Regions from separate parts of the Triticum aestivum genome. Here region 1 is linked to region 2. The links are chromatin contacts, called in public Hi-C maps. All regions are on one chromosome and are shown on one strand. Each heading gives the region's core, a stretch centred on a gene start, on an enhancer-like site or on the middle of the called end of the contact. The rest is flanking DNA. Distances are from core to core; before and after follow the strand shown.

Region 1 (5,799 bases), core at 181-2,680, 190 kb after region 2:
AGATGTATAAGAATGGTTGAGAACAAATTCCGTTCTGCCATGCTTGAATCGAACAGTCCAACAACTGACAAAAGGAGTACCTTTTGACAAAGAGTGAATTTTATTGGCTCAAGATGGACCATCGAGAGAATACAAACACAAAGAGCATAATCTGGTCTCTGCACAACTTGAATGCACACAACCAACACCAATGCACGCACACGAAAAACACGCCGGCAAATAGTAAATTCATATACGACCAAAACTATGCATGGACGAGGAAAAAAAACTTCAAAGCGATTAAATATGTGGTCGACAAACTGCAACAATGACCATATTCACACAACAATCTGATGACACCGCATGGACGACGCGATTCTTCAATATCAATGCCTTCAGAAAGGGACCGACGCTTAAACGTCGTCGCCGCCGGATCCAACCACCAAAGGTCAGAATCAAGTTTTCACCTTAAAGATCCGGTCCAAGCATATCTGAGCAATGCTTTCAACAAGATAATGACATGAAAACATTGCCATTGGCAGGTAGAACCAACTCAGGTCAGACCTATGCTTTCACCTCAGAGCTCGAGTAGCACCACCATTGAAGTCACACATGCGATGCGAACGCTGCCGCTGCACAACCATCTCTCCGCATCAACTTGTCGTCCATAGTTTGCATTTCACTGCCAAAGTCAACCACTAGATTTGGAGAAAGAAACCCTCAGAAAGATCTTTGGATGGCCACAATAGTCTGTAGCGAGGCCATCGCAGTAGGCTAGAGCGGTTGCCACAATGACCATCACTGACGGCGGAGCGCACCATTGCCGACTACCACCTCGTCAGAGAGAGCTCTGTCCATGCCTGTCGGCGCAGGGCCCGACATGACCGAAAATGGAGCACGAGACGTAGATCAACATCGCCCGCGTGCCAACACTAGATCAACAACGCACAACCTCCGGATCAGCGACATACCTCCCGACCGGAGCACAACGCTGCCAACCCCGCTAGACGCTGGCATCTCCTACGTGCCCATGACCATCGCTCCAGAGGAGCTCTGCAGGGTCACTGCTCGTTGCCCTCATTCATAGGGCCTTGTGTCGCCACCCTTCCATGGGGTGGATTTGCGCTCATCGGCGAGCTCCCAGTGATCCGCCGCAAGACGGCCACATCCCTCTTGGCTCTTGGGCACCTTCAGCCGCGATGGAGAATGCTCAAGCAGAAGCGGGCACGAGAAGGATTCTCCGACCGCGACTGCAGCTTGCGACGGACGGACGGACGGACGGGTGGAAGAGAAGTGCACGCCAGCATGCGCGCGGTGACGTCGCCGCTCCGGCGTATCGAGGCCGACGGCGACGCGTCCGGCGCCACAGACCGTCCTACGTGCCGCGCGGAACCTACCGAGATATTCCCGGGAGAAATTTCTTTCCTATTTCGCCCACCGCCGCTCGGATCGGCGCGGGGCCCGCCACGTGTTAGGCGCCCCCGTCGTCGTCTCCGACTCGACTCGAACGCGAGGCAGCAGCAGCAGCAGGGCGAGGAAAAAGGGCGACCGACGGAAAATATCTCCGGCTCGTTCGTCTCCACCAGGGGCCGGCGAGATGTCGTCCGCGATGTCCCGCGCGATCCGGGCGTGCGCGGCCGGGGCGTCGAGGAGGGGCCTGGCGTCCGTGGAGGCGATGGGGGCGGCCAAGGGGGCGCCGCCCGCGGCCGGGCGCGGGCGCGGCGGCCCGGGGCCCGTGGAGGACGGGGCGCGGGTGCAGTGGGTGTTCCTCGGCTGCCCCGGGGTCGGCAAGGGCACCTACGCTGGCCGCCTCTCGCGGCTGCTCGGCGTGCCCCACATCGCCACCGGCGACCTCGTCCGCGACGAGCTCGCCTCCTCAGGCCCGCTCGCCAAGCAGGTAGTATTCCAGTTCCTCGCGCTCAATCCTGCGTGGTGATTTTCGTACAAGAATTGATAGCTAGAGAGTAGAGATCCCCTCTGATGTTGACGAAAGGGAGCCTAAGGATAGTTTTACCTGCAAGTGTTCCCCTGCATCAGCTACCAAATCAGCAACAATCATGACCGCTCTTAGTGCAGAAAGAGGGCTTTAATTTGTATGAGAGTCCACAAATCCGACCACATGGCAGCGCAAATCCTGTATCATCGTCGCAACCCAGCTTGCCGCCATTATTTTTTGGTGATGCAATCCGTAGGCACATGATGCATCACATCCAGTTAGACGACGCCAGCAGTTTGTTTGGGGTGCAAAACTCCCGATGGAGAACATCCAATTGGTCACTACGAAACACAGCAGCTGCACCATGCTATTAAGCACATGCTCAACACTTCAGCAGTCGGCACACCTGCAGCAGACTGATGATATATACTGACAAACTGTTTTCCGTGCGGTCGGTTCGTTGCAAACAAGCTGGAATTTGTTACCTTATAGAACAAGTTCTTGAAACAGATAGTACTACGGTTAATTCAGTCTGAAAACCCTCACAAGAAGCTTATAGAACAAGTTTTTGAAACAGATATTACTACTGTTAACTCAGTCTGAAAACCCTCACACGATTGTGAAGTCTGTAAGACAATCCATTAGGGCTGGTTATGAAACCTGAGTGCAAGGATGTGCAACTTGCTCGGTCGATGGTTGCAGCTTAGGATAGATTGTTTGATTGAACCCTTTTATGACTGTTTAGTTCTGTGCTGCTACACTTCCAGCAGCAGAGGCATGAATGAATGATTGATGATAAGGCCCAAATAAATAAGACTAACCTGTAGGTTGTGTACAGTTTCAGAATAACAATGTTAATTTTGATTCTAGTTAACAATATGGAACTTGATTCTAGTAAGGGAAGCCAAATCAGCATAACACCAACTAGTTCAACTCTGTTTTACCACTTCCACTTTGTTGATTGTCTTATGTCTGCTTTGTTTCCAGCTTTCGGAGATTGTGAATCATGGAAAACTGGTGTCTGATGAGATCATCATAAATCTGCTGTCAAAGCGCCTCGAGGAGGGAGGAGACAAGGGTGAATTAGGGTTCATACTTGATGGTTTTCCAAGAACTATAAGACAAGCGGTGAGCTAGTTATTTGACCTGGTTGTAATTATGCAAGGCATATATAATTGCAACAAATGTGGAACTTCATTCTAGTAATAGTTTTGATGTACCATAGTTCATGTCTATGGTTGAGATCATCTGAGTCTTCAAACTTATCTGCAGTTTTTTGTTGATAAAAAAGAACTTATCCGCTCATATCGCGTGACAGTTCCCAAACTAAATTGTATAGTGTGGTTTGTTAGGAAATACTGGAGGGAGTCACAGATATTGATTTGGTGATCAATCTCAAACTTCGAGAAGAGGCTCTGCTTGCAAAATGCGTTGGTAGAAGGAAGTGCAGCCAGTGTGGAGGAAACTTCAATGTGGCCTCCATTGACATTGAGGGTGAGAATGGTGGGCCTCGAATGTATATGCCTCCACTACTACCTCCTCCACAGTGCGAATCGAAGTTAATTACCAGAGCAGATGATACTGAAGAGGTGGTAAAGGAGCGATTGCGTGTTTACCATGATTTGGTACGTAGCAGTGAACCTTAAATTTCATTTTTTGAGTTTTATTTGTGTTGTTATTTACTCCCTCCGTTCCTAAATATTTGTCTTTTTAGATATTTCAACAAGTGACCACATACGGAGCAAAATGAGATTTCAAATGGACTACCACATATGGATGTATATAGACATATTTTAGAGTGTAGATTCACTCATTTTGCTCCGTATGTAGTCACTTGTTGAAATCTCTAAAACACAAATATTTAGGAACGGAGGGAGTAAAATTTATGAGATCATGACGATCAACTTGCACTAGTAGGGCGTATGAAGCTATGTTTGTTTAGGTACGAGATCAGTAGTGAATTTAGCAGTATAGAAAAGGGATGCTAGGTCGTTTATATTTCAACATGACCTTAAACTTGCATGTATGAAATACCGAGACATGTTGAGACATATTGAACTTTGTTATTTTCTGAGGTTTTTTATGATAATTATTTACTACTGTTTAGCCAATTGGCTCTGGAATTTATGTGTATTTGTTGTTCCAAATTCAGCAATGAGCACATTTCATCTTCCAAACTTGAAATTATATGATGCAACTCCTATGGTAATATTCCCCCTCACTGGTATAGGCTAGGAATATTTCCTCTATACATTTGATCATAGCTCTGTTCTCAGTGTATGACCATGTTATGCGTGTTATCCTTTTTAAGCAAGCCGTCATCTTTGCAGTGTGAACCAGTGGAGGATTTCTACAGAGCACGGGGGAAACTCTTGGAGTTCGATTTACCAGGAGGAATCCCCGAATCATGGCCGAAGCTGCTCCAAGCTTTGAATATAGAAGAAGATCCTGATAACAATAGATCTGCAGCAGCATAATTTTGTGAGTGTCAGAAATGCGTATTATGTATTTGTAGCCTATGTCAAACATAGTTACCCGATAAGCATTACTGGCATCTCTAGAGAGTAGTTCATTCAGGGCCATTATTTGATCTGGCACTCAAGATTTGTATAGCTGATTGATCATCGATCGCTCAAGTTCGATGGGGTGTGCTAGTTGTATTCTTAAAGGTATAGCCTCTTATGTCTCAAAGGGCAGATGATAAATAACCTACGGTTGGCGGTTGAAGTCCGCTGATAAAGGTTGTTAAAACAAGCATGCTGCAAACATTCTTCTGAAAACATTATGCAAGCAGATGGTTTTTGTGATATGGCTGAGATTGAGACGCAATTGTTGAACTTTTTGGTTACCTTTTATGAGAATAGGTTTTGGTTATGTTGGTTCCAGACTTCAGTGAACCGCCCCTATTATTAGGGCTAATGTGTATTCTCTGTTATAAATTCAGCAAGGATTGCACTTCTTCATCTGCCAAACCTGAATGAAGCTGTGTCATGGAGATCATGTAGCAATCTCAGTATTATGGATTCAGAATATTTTTGTTTGACAGTTTGCTCTGTTGCCTAGTGTTGCATGCTGTCATGGAATTCAGAATATTTTTGTTTGACAGTTTGCTCTGTTGCCTAGTGTTGCATGCTGTCATGGAATTCAGAATATTTTTGTTTGACAGTTTGCTCTGTTGCTTAGTGTTGCATGCTGTCACGGAATTCAATTTTGCCGTGGCCAGAGCTATTGCAAGCTTTGATTGTATAGCCTGAACTGATAAAATAAGCCAAACATTTTAGAGACATGGGTTTGTGGTCTGCATGCACATGACATAAGCTTGTCCAAAGAAGCACACTGCAAGCGCCTCATCTGGAATCAAGTTCACTATGCGACTTGATGAATTTTGCTTACTCATACTATCAGGGGAAGAAAGATGAATAGTAAAACACTATCCCGCATGTGGTGCCGAATATAATAGCACGAGCCACGGGACAAAAACATCGTAGAAATTAACTTTGCTGCTTTGAATCGTGCCATTATATTTCACACAAGACCATCCTAGTCCTGTGGCTCGGAAGTCGTGCTAAATACACGATGGCTTTAAAGGCTTGGCAACAAGTTGACCTCATGCATATGTACTCGTTCATCGACATCAGATGAATTTTAAATGAAGCAAGTTAATTACGAGATTAGATGTGGGTACGTTGTTAGGCACATATCTCTATTCCTAATGGACGAATTGGTTGAATAGTTCCCCCACTTTCAACCGGTTTATTTTCAACCGTTTTTTTTTTCAACCGGTTTTTCTTCGTCCCACCTCCCACCACCCCCCTCCCACCGGTTTTTCTCTTTCTCGTCTGGCCGACAATACCTAACGTATTTATGGTAATCAATCACAATTA
Region 2 (5,791 bases), core at 2,616-5,115:
TAGTGTCTTACTCCAGAAAGTAACACTTCTTCTTCTGTTATGCCTTTTTTTTTGCTTCATTTAGTGCTTGTACGCGTAGGATCTTAATGTATTATGTCCACATAGGTCTTTTCTATCTTCAATTTGGAACACCCTATGTGGTGTAAATGCTGTAATGGGCTTATGTCCGCACCAGCTAATTATCCTTGGGGCGCTTAAGATTGACCTTGTTTCAAAATTTGTGTCTGATTCCTACTTTGCTATTAGATTTTACCTGTTAAATTTCTGTGCTTCAGTTTGTATACTTTATATATTGTTAAGTCCATCTCTTTGTAGAACATTATTCAGATCATGCTACAGTATGCATTACAGACCATGATTTCTTACTGCCAGAGTTTGGTTATTAGTTACCAGTGAGAATCATTTTCGCTGACCTTGCTTTGTTCTTTCTTTCAGGGGAACCAATGTGATTTTCGTCACAGTGAGGGTGCCCGGATGAACCCTAGAGACTGTTACTACTGGTTAAATGGCAATTGCTTGAATCCAAAATGTTCATTTCGCCATCCGGTAATACTCCTTTCCTTTATTTTCCCTGCTGATTATTATTCACCATAAAACCTCTTGTAATATCTGTGAGCAACTGGCATCAATAATTATCATATTTATATTCTGTTAACAGTAACTAACAAGGCATGATTATACAAACCCCTGTAGTGATTCAAGTCATGGTCTTAATTCGTTTTGACATTTTATCAGTTTATCAGTTGAAATTGTTATCTGAAGTCTAATTCTGTTTTCTCTACTTTTGACCAGCCAATTGATGGTATGTTTGGTGCTTCAACTCCTGGAATACCTGCAGTGTCTTCACACTATGCTGCTTATAACTCGGGCAAGCAGATGGTCCCATGCTATTACTTTCAGAAAGGGAACTGCATCAAAGGAGATAAATGCCCCTTTTCCCATGGACCGCAGCCCGCTGGCAATAATCCACCAGAACAGGTGGCGAAGGTTTCTTCCTTTCCTTTGGAGCAGCCTCAGACCCAAAAGAATGAATTTTTGGGTGTCAAGGAGTTTGCTCAGACAAATCATCTAATTCAGCAAGGTGGCCCAATAAGTGACGACAGGTCCAAGTCAGTTAATAGGGCTGCAGGGAATTTTGCCAGGACAGCTGCAGCTGCTATACCAGCTGAACTAGCTTCCAGTGCAGTGAAATCTTTGCCCAAGTCAGGGAGCGTACAAAACAGCATGCCAGCAGTGAATAAAAGTTTCAGAACCTCTTCAGGCGAGGATCATCCTGAGTGCTATCAGAACAATCTTCCTGTGGAAACTGATCCTATGCAAGATTGGAATCAACCTTACCATACACCTCCTCAGGATGACATGCCCGAGGACAGTAGAGATGCTGATGACTTATTGGGGGAGTCTTCGCCTGGTTTTGATGTTCTTGTGGCCAATGATGCAGATGCTGGTGCTTATATGCACGACCCTGACGATTTTGGAAGGGATATATATCCAGTAGAAGATTATGAATATGCTCCGGCTGATTTTGAAATCCAGCCTCATCATGAAAGAGAGCTATTCAACGGAATGGGTGAGCAAGGACCGATCGGACAAATGTATGATGGCTATGACAGGAAACGTCGTAGAACATCTTCTGAGAGGAACTTGGACAGACCTTCCTATTCAGAAAGGAGGTCTCGGCAGAGAGAGACTGGTCCTGTCGAGATAGATGGATCAGATTTACGTCACCGGCTCCGCAGGAGAAAAATAAATGGGTCTCCTGGCATCAGCCCAGAACGCAGTGGAGAGTCGCGTCGGAGGGATGACCGCTACAGGGAAAGGGCATATGATGGTCACCGTACACACAGAGATCGCCATCAGGGCCCTCGAGGGAGCACCCTAAGCTCCCGTCTGCAAGGCAGAATAAAGCTTCCTGGAAGATCACCTGATAGAGTAGATGCTCGCTCCGAGAGAGAGCGAGATAGAAGACAACTCCGGGACAGGCTGTCTCCGGTTGTGCCTATGGATATTCAGGGTGGCAGGCATCGGGAGGCAGGGCATCATCAAGAGAGGATCAGGCAGAGATCAAGCGAACGTGCTTCAAGTGCCAGGATTGCTGATGGCAAGCATTCGAGACAGAATGTAACAGATTCACTCAACTTCGCCAGCCGGAAAGACTTTGGTCCGGAGTCTCGGAAGGCGAATGGAAGTGTTCAATCTGAAGCATCTCTTGATTTTGAAGGCCCAACGCCTCTCAGCGTCATCTTACAGAGGAAACGACAGGCTGCATGCGGCAATGGCAATGGCTCATCTGCCCACAATGTCAAAGAAGATAAATCTGCTGCGGTCTCTCACAGGCAGGCTGAATCTCTGGTTGAAGCTGAGAAGGAGGGCTATGACAACACTATCAGTTCTGAAGAATGCAAGAGTAGATCAGGTGATGAAGAATATAAAGAGGAAGGCCAGGTCCCTGCATCTTCGTCGCACGGTGACAAAGCTGAGGCTGAAGATATGATTGAAGTGGAAAATCAAGAGGCTGATAACTATGAGCAGAGGCAGGGGGAGTCGGAGTATGAGGCGACCGAAGGCTATGAGTACAAATCCGAAGATGAGAATGCATATCAAGACGACGAGGAAGAGTTTGAGGACGACGATGATTTTGCCCGGAAAGTCGGGGTCGTCTTCTCTTGAGCTTCTGGCTTTGATTTTCTTGGCGCTTCTTCAGGCCAGGCTGAAATGCTTGATTTCCCCTCTAGTGATTGATTGATCCTCTTGGATGAATTCTTGTGGCGCTCCATGTTTGTGTTTCAAGTTGATAGCGCCAAAAAGGCCTGGTCTTTCCCGGGGCTTATGAGCGATAACTGATATTATAAATATAGGTCAGGCATTGAGCGAGGTAGATGATTATTGGATAAACGAGAAAGTAATCTTTACGTGTAAAAACAGCTGCTGCACTTTGTTGAGCGTATCCTGGAACTCTGTATTGTATTGGTTTGATTACTAACATGATGATACCCCATTGATATTTTTGTGCCTGAGATGGATAATATAACACCCCCCTCCAACTTGGAGGGCATCCTTTCCTTTCCTTCACAGAAGAAAAAAGCTTTGATTCTCTAAGCTCCATTTGCCTGGATGCATGTGTGGATATATTTGATTGCGAAATCATTTTGCTTCATGAGTTTATTTGTGACAGTGTGGGAGTACCTGCTGATCATGTTTCTGTGACGAGCACATCTATCTGAATAAGTACCTGCTCTTCATTCTTTGAGCTTATAACTGGATCTGGATCTGGGTGGGGATCAGTGGTGCTGTTGGTTGTAGTACTAGTTTATCTATCCATGACTATCTGTCTGCAGTTGGAAGTCAACTGAGTATAATTCCTGATCTTGTGCGATGCCAAATGATCCAATCGGGACACAAGTTGAGTATAATGTAGGTGATGGAATCAAGAGTTTTGGCTATTTTTGCACTGGCCATGGGCAAACCAGCAACTTGGAAGATATGACAGTACACAAATAATTTGATATAATCCGATCTTGCTTGCCACGAGATTGTTAGTGTATTAGGGCAATCTCAAGAGCTCACATGCTGCTGCCCTGGCAGATCTTGCTGATCATGTGCTCGCACGTTAAGCATGTACTAGCAGTATAATATACTACCTCTGTCCCGAATTAGTTATCTTGGATAGTGTTAAGATACCATCTGTTCGAATGTCAAATGGTGGTAAGATGAGATAGTTTCAGGATAGTGAAAATGTGCAGACGTTGGATCAAAATACCCTTTATAGTTTCAGAGAGAGGATACTAATGCATTTTCTCTAAAAAAGGAAAATGCATAAAAAAGCAAAATTTGTTTCTTTTTTAAGTTAAGAAAAAAAAACAATTTTTATGATGGAACGGAGGCTCTTCTGGATGACTCTCCCGTGGCATATAGCGCCGGCCGCTCGCCCCGTCCCGTCCCGAGGAGAGGAGAGGCTTCCAGAGTCGACAGTCCAGTCCAGGCTTTGGTTGGAGGGAACTCGGCGAAATCCGGAGCGTCTCGCGTGCGCGTTGGGGAGTGTCAGCCGCCATGGCCGCCAAGAGGGTGCTCCTGCTCTGCGGAGACTACATGGAGGACTACGAGGTCTCCATCTTATCCTCCTCCCCTTCTGTGCACAGATCAAATCGATTCCCCTTCTACCACTACTTCGTTTCCTGCGTCCTGATTCCGGCTTGTTAACTGGTTTCTTTCTTGGGTCGATGGATGGGTGGATCAGGCCATGGTCCCGTTCCAGGCGCTGCAGGCGTACGGGGTGTCCGTCGACGCCGTCTGCCCCGGCAAGAAGGCCGGCGACGCCTGCCCCACCGCCGTCCACAAGCCCATCGGCCACCAGGTGCGTCCTCGGATCAGTTTCCCCCGTCTGCTGTTTCTGTGTAGTTGGTACTGTATGTTCCAGTGGATAGGGTTTGGCCGGGTTGGAGTAGTGAGAAGAGCAGGACATATTTAATCATTTAACACGGCCAGTTAGTTTGGGAGATGCATTCTTATGCAACACGAATTCCTTTTGTTTGTAAAGTGCACACGACCTGACTAATCTCTAAGACGAAATTCTCTAAGTCAGCCTGTGTTCTGTAAGGGGGAAACCCCTGTGGTAACTGTCTGTAGGAAGCCATCATCGTTTGAACAGATGAAATGGTGTAACAGCGCATAATTCATTACTCTACAAAACATTCCCAGCTTATCCAGATGCCATGTTCACATCCACTGGATGGCTGTACAAATTTGAGCATCCCCTCGGCATTTAATGCTATGTAATTGGATGGTCGTACAAATTTGTTCAGGGTTTTACAGTCTCGGTCTCATAATTAAGTCAATATGTCTAAAACAAAATCGTACAGCTCATACAGTACAGTACAATGCAACATTGAGGGAGTAGGGTAATGGCACTTACATGCAGTTGTGTAGTAGATGTACTGAAATGAGGGCGTATGTATGCTGTAGGTATACTGAACCAACAATTACACCTTCATATTATGGACTAGATGAATGGAAGCAGCTGTTCGGAGTTGGTAGTTTGTGCATTTTTTAATATGCAAGCATGATTGGTTAGTGTTCAAGTAACAAGTCTATCAAATACTCCCTCCGTCCCATAATATAAGAGCGTTCTTGACACGTGCTGTCATAATTTTCTTTTCGTTCAGTACTTGTTGAGGCTATCATAATTTTCTTTTACTCGAAATTCTGCTTGGATTTTCTAATTATGCATTCCCCCTGATTAATGCTTAAAACTAAAGTTGGTCATTGGATCTTTTTTGTTTAGGCGAATTTTAAATATTGGTCTGTACATGCTTGATATGAAAGGAGGGATTTATCTAATGAACTACACATATGGTTTCACATTCCACCACTGTGCTCACAATTTAGGCTCCTTTGATTCACAGGGTTTGGAAAGCGTAGGAATAGAAAATGTACAGGAATATGATGTACTGTCCACTGAAATACTACGTCGGGTAGCAAAACAGAGGATTTTTTTCATGAAGTCCAACCTCATGCTTGTTTTCCTGTGAAAATGAACTAGGAAGTTCCTATAGGATTGGTTCCTGAGGAATGTAATCCTGTGAATCAAACAACATGTAAAGGGAAAATTCCAGAGGATGTCAATCCTGCAAAATTCCTAGGAAAATCCTGTGAATCAAAGGAGGCCTTAAATGCTGTATATTTTACTCACTAATACGTCTTGAACAATCTAAAAAATATATAGCTTGGTTTATCTTTGTAACTCCTTATCTGATTTTTCCATTTTCCACATTGTTGTGTCTATTTTCTCAGT

The links. Hi-C and Micro-C count contacts between places; a contact is called where the count stands out from the background.
Region 1: a contact with region 2 is called in a Hi-C map of leaf, with 4 times the contacts expected there. The contact joins the promoter of LOC123190983 here to the promoter of LOC123190979 in region 2. A contact is called at or near these places in 3 of 5 Hi-C or Micro-C datasets (all in leaf) and 1 of 1 datasets of contacts at active chromatin or transcription factors (leaf).

Annotation. Positions count from the first base shown.
Region 1 is chr2A:760,090,950-760,096,748 of IWGSC CS RefSeq v2.1, forward strand. LOC123190983 (probable adenylate kinase 6, chloroplastic) reads left to right here and starts at 1,431. Exons shown (of 4, transcript XM_044603717.1): 1 at 1,431-1,876; 2 at 2,903-3,043; 3 at 3,268-3,540; 4 at 4,246-4,724. The coding sequence starts at 1,577. The coding sequence ends at 4,392.
Region 2 is chr2A:759,901,261-759,907,051 of IWGSC CS RefSeq v2.1, forward strand. It overlaps LOC123190979 (protein DJ-1 homolog D), which reads left to right and starts at 3,866. Exons shown (of 6, transcript XM_044603713.1): 1 at 3,866-4,104; 2 at 4,238-4,354. The coding sequence starts at 4,051. LOC123190978 (zinc finger CCCH domain-containing protein 32) reads left to right here. Exons shown (of 3, transcript XM_044603712.1): 2 at 436-546; 3 at 793-3,004. The coding sequence ends at 2,670.